Linked DNA regions of Gossypium hirsutum: region 1 is linked to region 2. A link is a contact called in public Hi-C data. All regions are on one chromosome and are shown on one strand. Each heading gives the region's core, a stretch centred on a gene start, on an enhancer-like site or on the middle of the called end of the contact. The rest is flanking DNA. Distances are from core to core; before and after follow the strand shown. Region 1 has its middle 26 kb from the start of LOC121206650. Region 2 holds the start of LOC121228148 (phosphomannomutase/phosphoglucomutase).

Evidence for each region. Hi-C and Micro-C count contacts between places; a contact is called where the count stands out from the background.
Region 1: a Hi-C map of leaf shows a contact between it and region 2, with 3 times the contacts expected there. The contact joins the enhancer-like site here to the promoter of LOC121228148 in region 2. A contact is called at or near these places in 3 of 34 Hi-C or Micro-C datasets (all in leaf).

Annotation. Positions count from the first base shown.
Region 1 is chrA01:90,065,496-90,071,113 of Gossypium_hirsutum_v2.1, forward strand. No RefSeq gene overlaps it. Among protein-coding and RNA genes, the nearest start is that of LOC121206650, 26 kb to the right of the region's middle. Within about 2 kb of position 2,081, at least 3 of the 9 cell types and tissues checked have an H3K27ac peak or open chromatin away from gene starts, as enhancers often do. A contact at or near this core is called in leaf, where this site is marked.
Region 2 is chrA01:89,781,574-89,786,821 of Gossypium_hirsutum_v2.1, forward strand. LOC121228148 (phosphomannomutase/phosphoglucomutase) reads right to left here and starts at 1,595. Exons shown (of 7, transcript XM_041111328.1): 1 at 666-1,595; 2 at 312-575. The coding sequence starts at 1,205.

The sequences.
Region 1 (5,618 bases), core at 831-3,330, 280 kb after region 2:
TTACATTTTAAAAAGCGCAAGTCATTTTTCGAAAAAGAGCTCATCTATAAATAATTTTATTTTTATATAAAAATTAATTAAATCAAGCTTAATATTATTATATTGATAATAAATTTTATTTTTATTTTAAAAAATATTTAAAATATTATATTTTTCAATATTATTAAACATATATATTTAATTATTTAGATTTAGTCATATAATAAATTATTAATATAATAAATATAATTTATTATTTTAATAAATTATTTAATATTTCAATTTTATTTTAATAATAAATTTTAAAAATAATAATTTTAAATAATATTATTCTCATATTATTGAAAATATTCAATATTAATATTTTAATAATAAATATTTATTACAATTATAAATATATTAATAATAAATGTTTTGTAGTATAAAAGTTAAAATATGTCATAAGTCTATGTACACTTTACATATTTGTAATTTAGTCTTTGTATTTTTATTTTCAAGAACTTAGTATCTTTACTTTTCAAATTTGAAAATCAAGTCCAATTATTGACATCGTTAAATTTTTTTGTCAATTTTGATGATGTCACATTTTTAAATAAAAAATACTCACTTAGTAGTCGTGGAATTAAAAAATGAAGTTGTAATGAATCTGAATTTAACATAATATTTTTAATATATGCAAAAACAATGTAAAATATAAAATTATAGATAAAAATAAACTCAATTAAACAATGAAAATATAAGAAAATCTCAAATGTATGTTCATTTAATTGAAAACAACTTTTATGAAATATTTTTAAGAAATCTACCGAAGAACAGAAAATATGATTCCTCCAAACATCAGAAAGTATTAGCTTTTCCAAAAAAATAAATTATTTTCCGAAAGTCATTTTTAGTGAAATAAACGGAGCCTAATGTTTTAGACTCTTTTCAACCTTGAACCCTAGGCAATTACACCTCCAAACATCCCCTAGGATCAAGCCTGCGCTTAGTGTTACCTGTACTAAGCATGGTAGTTTTCCGCCCTCCATCTGTTGCTAATCTCTTCACAAAGCTTTTTATCAACTCTGAATATTTATAATCATTCTCATATTGCCCGCTTAAATCTATGTTATATCTTAACAAATTATATTTCTGTTCATCTTCTCTAATCTCTAAACAGCCTTTTCATATCAATTCTTGCATCATTTTATTCACAATAATGATGTGCTAAAAATACAATTACTCTTAAGGTCCCTTCTATAGTTACCAATTCTTGCATTAGCTTAATAATTGTTTGTCGTTGATCTTCTGTCCTAATTTATTTAGGGCTTCAAGATAATTGAACCATTTTTTCTTAACAAATATAAAAATATATAACGAACAACATATTTTAAATGGCTAACATTTAATGATTTTTTATTTGATATGACTATATTAAATACTTTAGAAATAACCTTTTTTTTTCTCGTATATATATATATATATAATAGCAAAATAAGTGTTTGCTACCGTGTACAGGTTACCAACTTTAAAGTTGGCACCTTAAGGTCTAACTTCCACTCATTTTTTTCCACATTGAAAGTCGTATGCTAGAGCTAACGACATTCACTTATTCTCTCAATGAACATATCAAAAGATGTAATAATATCAAAAGTGATCCCTTAATGTTTATCAAATCCATCACATTCGATTGCTCACTTGTCTGGTCCCTAACAATTTTACCCTGCTAAAACTCTTCCTCGCAATCTCCTTTAAGATTCCCAAGTCAAACAGACGATGTCAATTGCTCTCATTTTCATTGCTTTCTACACCTTTACAGGAACCGCTACCACCAGCCACCCATACATTTTATGTTGTAATAAAATCATTGGATAGGATCATGACTGATGTGGTAAGAAGAGCTTAACTAATAATTTCTCTTAAAACCAATAAATAAATAAGTAATGAAAATCAATTAATTTAATGTTGGAGTTTGAAAAATAAAATTTTAAATAAGGAATATGAAAATGAATTAAACAAGATTGTGGGGTGGAGTGAATTATAGCGGAGTTGAAGCATGAAAGTTAGGGGCCCGTTTGAACAGGTGCAGAGTGTACGTCGGTGTAGTCGCAGAGGTGCTGGGTGGAGAGTGGAAGCCACGCCTCAACATGATTCGAACCTGTCTCACTAAACAAAGGGTGGTCCACTCTGCTCCCCACTCTCCATCCTCATCCCATCATTTTACCTACATACACCACTACCTCTCTCTCTCTCTGCATTTCATATTAGAGGTCACCAAGCCAACAGTGTACGATCGTTCATGGATGATTGATTTGAATGAATTTCAGATTTTTAGTATATATTGATATTGTGATTTTATGGTAGTAGTTCATATTCTAAAAAAGAAAAATAGTGGTACAAGGATACATCACTCGTCTCGGGTTGAGGGCTTGGATCACAGAAATTGCCCGTGATCAATTTTTAAAATAATATTGAAAGATCTAAAACTGATGCAGTATAATATTATAATAAACAAGATTTATACGCATGTCAATACAATATAAGGAGTGGACTACTTTTGATGCAGGGCAATAGAAAGGGCCGGCTGCCCCTATATGTTTCCAGTTTTTGTTTATTTATCCCCAAAATCACCCACGTGTCCTTGCATGTGACTTTGGGAAAAACACTTGCCTACCTATACCATTATAAAATACATACCTCCAACAAAAATGATGCATATAGTTTTAGCTACCTACGGAGGAGGGGTGGCAAAACAAAAGCAAAAGGCATCGGAGGTTGGAAATAATGAATGTAAAATTCCAGAAGGGATCTTTGCTAGTTGATGAAATTATTATTATGATTAAAAAGAAAAGAAAACATGGCGCATCATATGGAGATTGGAAGTTCCCAAAAATATGTAGTGAAGTGGGTGTTGGCACTGCCAAAATCTCCCACTTATATAATTCCTCACTCATTTCTACTTTTAATTTCTCATCTCTATAACTTTATTCTGAAATTGCATTTACTTGTATCAATGGGTTTTAATACATCAACATGAGTATATATATTAAAATATCCTCTCTTTTTAATGCATTTTTCATCTATTTGCAGTACAACATTAAATGAATATTAATGTGTTTAAATAATAATAATAGTAAACATATGATAATTGAGTTAGCGATCACTTGAGAAAAAAAAGAAACAAACATGAAATAAAACCTATTGAAAAAGCAAAATTGAATATATTTAAAAACGTTTAAACCTTATTTAAACTTTGCTTAGATTTTAAGAATACAATTTTCTGCGGTACATTCAAAATTACTTTTACAATCTGCTATGCATAAATTTTAATTTTTTTTTGATGGATGAATTGTGATAAATATAGTACAACTATAATTATAAATTAATATAAAAATATTGAATGAATAATAGAAAAGAATTAAACAAAAAGGAAAAAAAAAACAAACGAAGACATGTATGCAGTTGAATATTAAAAAAAAACCACATATGGCGTAAAATATTAAAAAAAACCCAATACTTTAGTATAATTAACAAATTGGCGTAAGATTAAGTGGTAAATCGTATTTTGCCTAACTTGGCCCACGGTGGGTATAACCGTAGAGCACGAGTTTTATAAGAAATAAATCTTAGGGCTCTCGGATTCCCTTAGCCTATATAAACATATGGAATTCACTAATTCAACATAAATAATTCTAAAGATGTACTTATCCTATTAGGATAACATCTAATTACTTCTTTCGCTCAAATATAATATACATTTCAACTCAGTCTACCGTCAAGGATTTCATTAAAATAAAGTCGTCTTGAATTTCTTTTAATTAAATTGGAATTTAATATTTTTAATAACTTAATCTTTTAAATATTCATAATGAAATTTACTAGATAAGATTTTTCCTATAAAACACTGTGAAAATTGATGAGTAGATATTAATTATTAGAGAATAAATTTATTTATTTATTTATTTATTTTATTCTATTTCATTTAAGATTATATTATTTTTTATTAAATAATTTAATTATAATTTATATTTAATTTTAAATAATACACCAAACATATTTTATAACTTAAATTCAAAATTTATTTTTTTGGTATTTAATTTTTCAGTCTATCAAACATATAGTTTACATTAAATTATAGATTTAATCTCTAAATATTTTTATTTTTTATTGAAACTAAATAAATAAAAGCGAAATATTTACTTACACTAATGTAAAATTAAAGCCATGCTTTATATACACATTTATGCACCTTTATAACTTTTGTATAATTAATTTTTTAATGATTTATCTGTTATATTTTATATTCCATTTTTATAGGTTTTGTATGTCAAAATTATCATAAATTAAAATTTATTTATTTTATGTAAAAAAAATCAGCCATTCAATATATATATATGATACTTTAGATTGCTATAATAGGCATATGAGATAAATTCCAAAATTTATATATACGACAAACATAATTATATTAATAAATACAATAATTAAATTAAATATTAATAAATATAAAAAAATTACAAAAAATATTATTTTTACACTAGAGAATTTTGTGATGAATAATGTAATATATGGGAATAGGTGCATTTATGATATGATTATGAAGGTGAAAAAGGGAATATTGAAATTGAATTGGGATGGGGTGATATGATATGTAAGCAATGGAATGGAGGTAGGCCAAGGCTGGTCTAAACACAAAATTTTATGGCCCAGACAAGATTATGGGCCTCCATTGGTAACATGCAAACCACGCCAGGGTCCGTGCTTCCGCCTGTGCCATCCAGATTCTGATTCTGACTCTGCTTCAGCTTCAGCTTTTACATGTTCAGTGCAGGCAGCAGGCCAGCCAGTCTGCAAACTGCAATGTCAAAAATGGAAATATTTTGAAATATTCAATCATACTATTTAATTCAAATTCAATTTTGCTCCAACTTATGCTTGATTAATTGATTTAACAATAAATTACATTACGTTAACGTAATTAAATTATTAATAAATTTATATTTTAATAATTTAATTTTTAAAATGTTACAAAATAATTATTAAATTATTTAAAAATTTTCATTTAAGTTATGGAGCTGTTAAAATAATTGTTGTATAGTTTTTTCTGGTTGTCATATCTGCACCATTAATCTCTTTTACAATTTAAATTTTTTTCATTAAATAATTTTATTCTCTTATCTGTAACACTAACGGTTAGAAGGGGTGGAGCTAGGGGCCTGACAAGGGCGATAAAATTATACTTTGACATTAAAAAATAATAAAATTTTATTTAATCATTTAAAAAATATAAAGATGTAAGCTATTGAAATTTCAAATTAAGTTTTCACCTAACGAGCTTGATTGAATTTTATGTCTAGCTATTTATTGACTTGTTGACTGAGTTGTTTATTTTTATTAGAGTAAACTACTCTTAAAATCACACAACTAAATTTAAATTTTACTTACTTAACTTTAAAAAGTTTTAAAATTATCATTAAACTATTCGAAAGTTTTCATTTAAGTAATTGAACTATTTCAGGGTTTTTATTTAAGTCATAAAACTGCTAACTTTTTTGTATAAAAAAATTAGCGAACGAGCTGCGAGCAATAATTTGACGATCGGTATGGTGAATCAGTACACATTGACGAGTAGAGCATACTTTGGGTCCAAGTCGATCTGA
Region 2 (5,248 bases), core at 345-2,844:
TTTTCATATATTTTAAAGTGATTTAACAAATAATACAAATTTAAAAATTAAAAAGAGATAAAAGAAAATTAAATAAATAACTAAAATAACTTATTTTATAAAATTAGAGGATAAAATAAATCATGTTCCCTTTTCGACAAGCCAACGGCCTAACAAGCACCATATGATTTATATTTGAAGTTTCCTACTATTTCTAATTGGATGCAAAAAGAAAGAGTGAACCGAATAGAGTTCCATGGTAAAATGCAATATTTAACGTAGAAAAATACATGTAAACAAATGGCAAGCACACCAAAAGATAGAGATAAAACCTGGAATCCTTTGAGTGGAGTATCATAATGAATAGGATGGTTCACTCTCTCCTTGATAATGTCCCGTAGGTGCTTTGCGTAAGCCCTCATGAAGTCAACCTTTTTTGGAGGAGAGTTAAGCATGGTCGACACTTTTGTGAGCCTGTTGGCGTACTTACGAGCAGCTTCGTCACATATCTCTTCCACTTCAGGCGAAGTTAAACCTCCTTTCTTTGTAAAAAATTTCAGACCATTGCGAGTGTAGGGTAAGTGAGAAGCCGTCATCTGCAACACAAATTACATACAAATTTACCATAGTTGATTTAACATTCTTTTCAACACAGATTTTAGTTGAGACTGCTTTTTTTACTCTACCATGATTGAAGCATCGTAAGCAAATGGTGGCAGCAATGTGCTCATAAAACAAGCTGGTGTAGTAGCAAGGCCCATCTCAAATGTCAAGCAGCCAGCTCGAGCAAGGCCTGCAAATACTGCTACACTCAGAGATGCTCCTGATATTCGAGGGTCTTTGCCAAGTGATACTGTAACATCTTCCACTGGACGTCCTCGTTCCTTTTCCAAGGCCTTGATAATCCACTCTCCGAAGCTCTCGGCTATGGCTTCCACGGCTGGTGGGGTAAGGTCCACGGTTCGACCCTTTTCACCTTCCAGTGCAACCCCTCGAACATCGGACCCATTTTGAAGTCTCCTAATCTTGTCCATCTCTTCATCAACAACCACTTCATTATATTTCACTGCACCGCTAGAAGATTTAACGCATATAACTACACTTGACTTTGACCAAAATGAAAATCTCAACGCTTTTTTTAGTGCAGTTTTTGCTGGTGATGAAGAGAAACTGGCTTTTCGACCATGTCCTCGTAAGGGTATCAAGGATGTTGAAGTGGAAGCCATGGATTTTTGTTCCAGGGTTTGTCTGAAGAAAGATGTGGAAGGATGGTGTCTAGAACGATGAAGTTGGGGAAGATAAGATGAACCCGCTTAAACCAATGAACTATAACCCTACAATACAATCCAGTTTCTATCCAGGAAAAAGAAAAATATCTATGAACAAACTTCCAAATAGCTTGATATTTTTCTTGTTTTCTTTTATTGAAAGCATTACTATACTTTTTCTTCTCCTTGTGCATGTTGCATTTCATATTTTTTTCTGGATTAAAAGAAAACAACAGCATATTCTTTTCTGGTTGCTACTGGAATTCAATATTGCATAATTTTTATAAAAAAAATGTCTACCAAAAAATTTATGAGCGAAACATTAAAAATCATTATGAGCTGCTCAATAATTAAAAAGAATTACACAAACTGCTATAAATCATTTATTTACTATTTTTATTTTTAAATTTAATTTAAAGATACCAAAATGGTTGGAATTCTAGATTTTTAATTTTTTTATAAAATTTTAATAATTTATTTAATTAAAATTAAATTAATTTATGATCCGATTAAATAAAAAATCTATCAAATTAATTTAACTAACGATACTAGAAAAGTTTTTAATTTTATTGAGAATACAAAATTAAATTCTGTATATATACCTATATATAAAAACTATCCCGTTAAAAGACAGTGGGACAAATATCCATTTTTATTTTTTTAATATTTTCTCAGAAGGTCAACTTATTTGTGAAGTGTGTATGAAATTATGGAATATTTTTCCACCGAATACACCACAAATGTTTGATAAAAACGAATACGTGACTAGTGTTATTTTTTCACCGAGAACCTGTTGGTTTATGCACTCATCCAGAACAAGGCAAAGGATTGGTTGAGGAAAGTTAAAGAAAAGAAAAGGGTTAAATATAAAATTAGTTCTTAAATTTATTCATTTCTCTTATATTGGAATTTATAATTTTTCTGTTCTATATTGGTATTTGAATTTTGTTTTATCAACTAAACCGGTTTTTAAGTTTAACTCCGTTAAGTTCAAGATAAATAGTGGAATAAAATTGTGGTATATGGCATAAATGATGTGATTAATTTAAAAAAAATTAAAAAAAAATCTATTTTTTCTTTTGACTTTTCTCCCCTAATTTTTTTTCTTGTAATTAATTTCCTTTTTTTGTTTTTTCCTTCCTCTCTCTCTTCTTCTTTTCTCTTTCTCCTCAACCTAAATTGCTACTTCCATCGTCGCCGACAGTTCGCCTCCTTTTCGACCTAGAAATGGCACCTAAGTGTAGCAGTCAAAAGTACGAAAAAAAAAGTGATAAAACACTGTATATAAAGAAGAATAAAAAATACAGGATTCCTTTTTTTTCTTTGTTTTTAGTTACCAATTGCCTTGTGTTTAACCCACTTTGAAAATCCTTTTAATTTCAGTTTCTTTAGCTTCAAGGATCTTGGGATTTTTTTTGGTTTTTTCCGGGTATTGTTAGGTCTTTAATATATTGCTGGGAAGTTTTAATTTTTTTTGTTTGTTTGTAATTGAGTAGTTTTCAGCTTTGCTTTAAATTTCCTCTCTTTTTTTTTGTAGCAATTTTACCTCTCAAAAGCTCTTAATTATTGCTTTTCTGCTGCTGGGTTGATCTTCATTTTTGCTGGGTTGATCTTCATTTGTTTGCTTTTAATTTTAGTTTTAAGGTGAGTAGAGGTGAGCAAAACTCGATTCGATTTGAAAAAATTGAAAAAAAATCGAATTCCGAGTTAAACGAATCGAGTTATTCGAGTCAACTTGAATTTTTTTCGAATTTCGAGTCGTATCGAGTATTCGAATAATTCGAATATCAAACTATAATATTTTATATTTTTACCCTAAACTTCCAAACCTTTTTACTTTTCCCTCAAAACTTTTATTCATTCTCGCTTTCTCTCAAAACTTTTACTCCCCTTCCATCTTAACCCCCCAATTTACCCCAAATCTATTACCCACCAAAATTTTACTATCCCATTTACTTTTTCTCAAAATTTTACTTCCAAAAACCCTTAAAACTTTTTATTTTTCTCTAGAATTTTTACTCCCTCCTACTTTTCCCCTAAAATTTTTACTTCCTTCTCATCTCACCTCCCATCTACCCAAACCCATCGCCCCCCTCAATTTTTTTAATATTTTCCCTCTAAAATTTTACTCCCCTATTTATTTACTTTCTCTCAAACTTTTAATCCCCAAAACTTTTTATTTTCCCCCTAAACTTTTACTTCTCACCCTTTACTCTCAAATAAATAATCAAATTTATCCAAAAAAATCACTAAACATAAATAGTAATAATTTTATTTATATCTACTATTTATATTATTCAATTAAATTTCACATTTTATATTATTTATATTATTGAATTGTTTAGTCAAATTGAATATTTATATTAAAATTGAATTATTAATTATGCCATTAAATATTCATATTAAAATTTTATATTTGTATCAATTTCACATTTTATCTTTAAAATAACTTTTATTAAAAAATTATATTTTTACATTTAATATATTTTTTTAATTCCAAAATATATATTGACAAGAATTTGAAGATAATTGAAACAACTAAGCAAGCAAAGAAACTAACACGTATATAAAAGTTTAATAAATAAATTATGAGGTGATGAAAGTTAATAAAAAATTTGATTAAGGTGGACAAATTTTATTACGATGGGTGACAATGGTTACAAGGACCCAAAATTATTTTTCAAAATTTAACTCGAACAAATATATTCGATTCGATTCGATTCGGATTCCATCTTACTCAACTCGATTCGAGAAAATTTCAAATCAAATTAGGATGATAAAATATGATTCATTAACTCGATTAACTCGAAATTTTTTCATTCGATTCGATTGAACGCTCACCCCTAAAGGTGTGTTCCCGTTTAACAACTTTTGTGATAAATTTGTTTCTAAATTCAATATTTTGCTTTGCTTGTAATTGGTTCCTCTTTTATAGATTGGAAATTGAAAAGACATAATTCTTTAATATAGAGAGAGATGGGGCTTGAAAGAAATGGACATTGGAGTTGAAGTTAGGAAATATATAGTAATATTAGTTAAAATATGTTATAGTTTTGTTTGTATCATCCATTTTTTGTTGGTTTGGCTTGCTTTTTAATATTTTTGTATAGATAAACTTTTTTTGTTGTTTTACTTTTTGGTTATTACATATAGTGTTTTGGTTTGCAGTATTGTATTGCTTGGTACCTTTTTGAGTTTTAGGTCACCGAACATACCCGAAATTGATGAACAAGAAGAAGAGAATGTTAGTCATGAAGTTTCTCCGTTGAAAACTGGGGTTAGTAAGGATGATACTATTGTCAAAACTAGGGTTTACTTTTGAAAGCTATACTTCGGTGCCATTTTTAGGCCGAAAAGGAGGTAAACTGTCGATAACGATGGATGCAGCAACTTGAGTTGAGGGAAAAAGAAGAAAGAAGAATAACAAATGAAGGAAGGAAAGAAAAAACAGAAAAGAAAGAAATTAATTACAGGACAAAAAAATTTGGGGGAGAAAAGTCAAAGGAAAAAAAATTAATTTTTTTAGATTATGACATCATCATGACATCATTTATGACACGTGTCACAATATTATTCTGTCATTTGTCTTGAACTTAACAGAGTTAGAATCAAGTACCGATTTAGTTGACGAAAAAAAAGTTTAAGTAGATAATGAGCCCTTTGGGGACTCACTCACATCTTTGGACTCATGTTTAACATAGATGAAATTAAAATAAAAATAACTAAAATTAAATAAAACAGTAGTTATAATTACAATATGGTTTCACGTATGGGAATGTACAACATGCTTGAGGACAAGCATGGGCTAAGTAGGGTGAATTTGTGGAACGACGAATATGTGCAAGTGTACACAATCGCAACAAGTAATAAAGTGACAAGTAAATGTCAAGTTATCATACCCACAGGGACTGTGAAAGAAAAATATTTATGAAATGTAAATCAAACACTTTGGTGATGAGAAAAATATTTTGTTTTGAAGAAATGATTTAAAAAATAAAAAT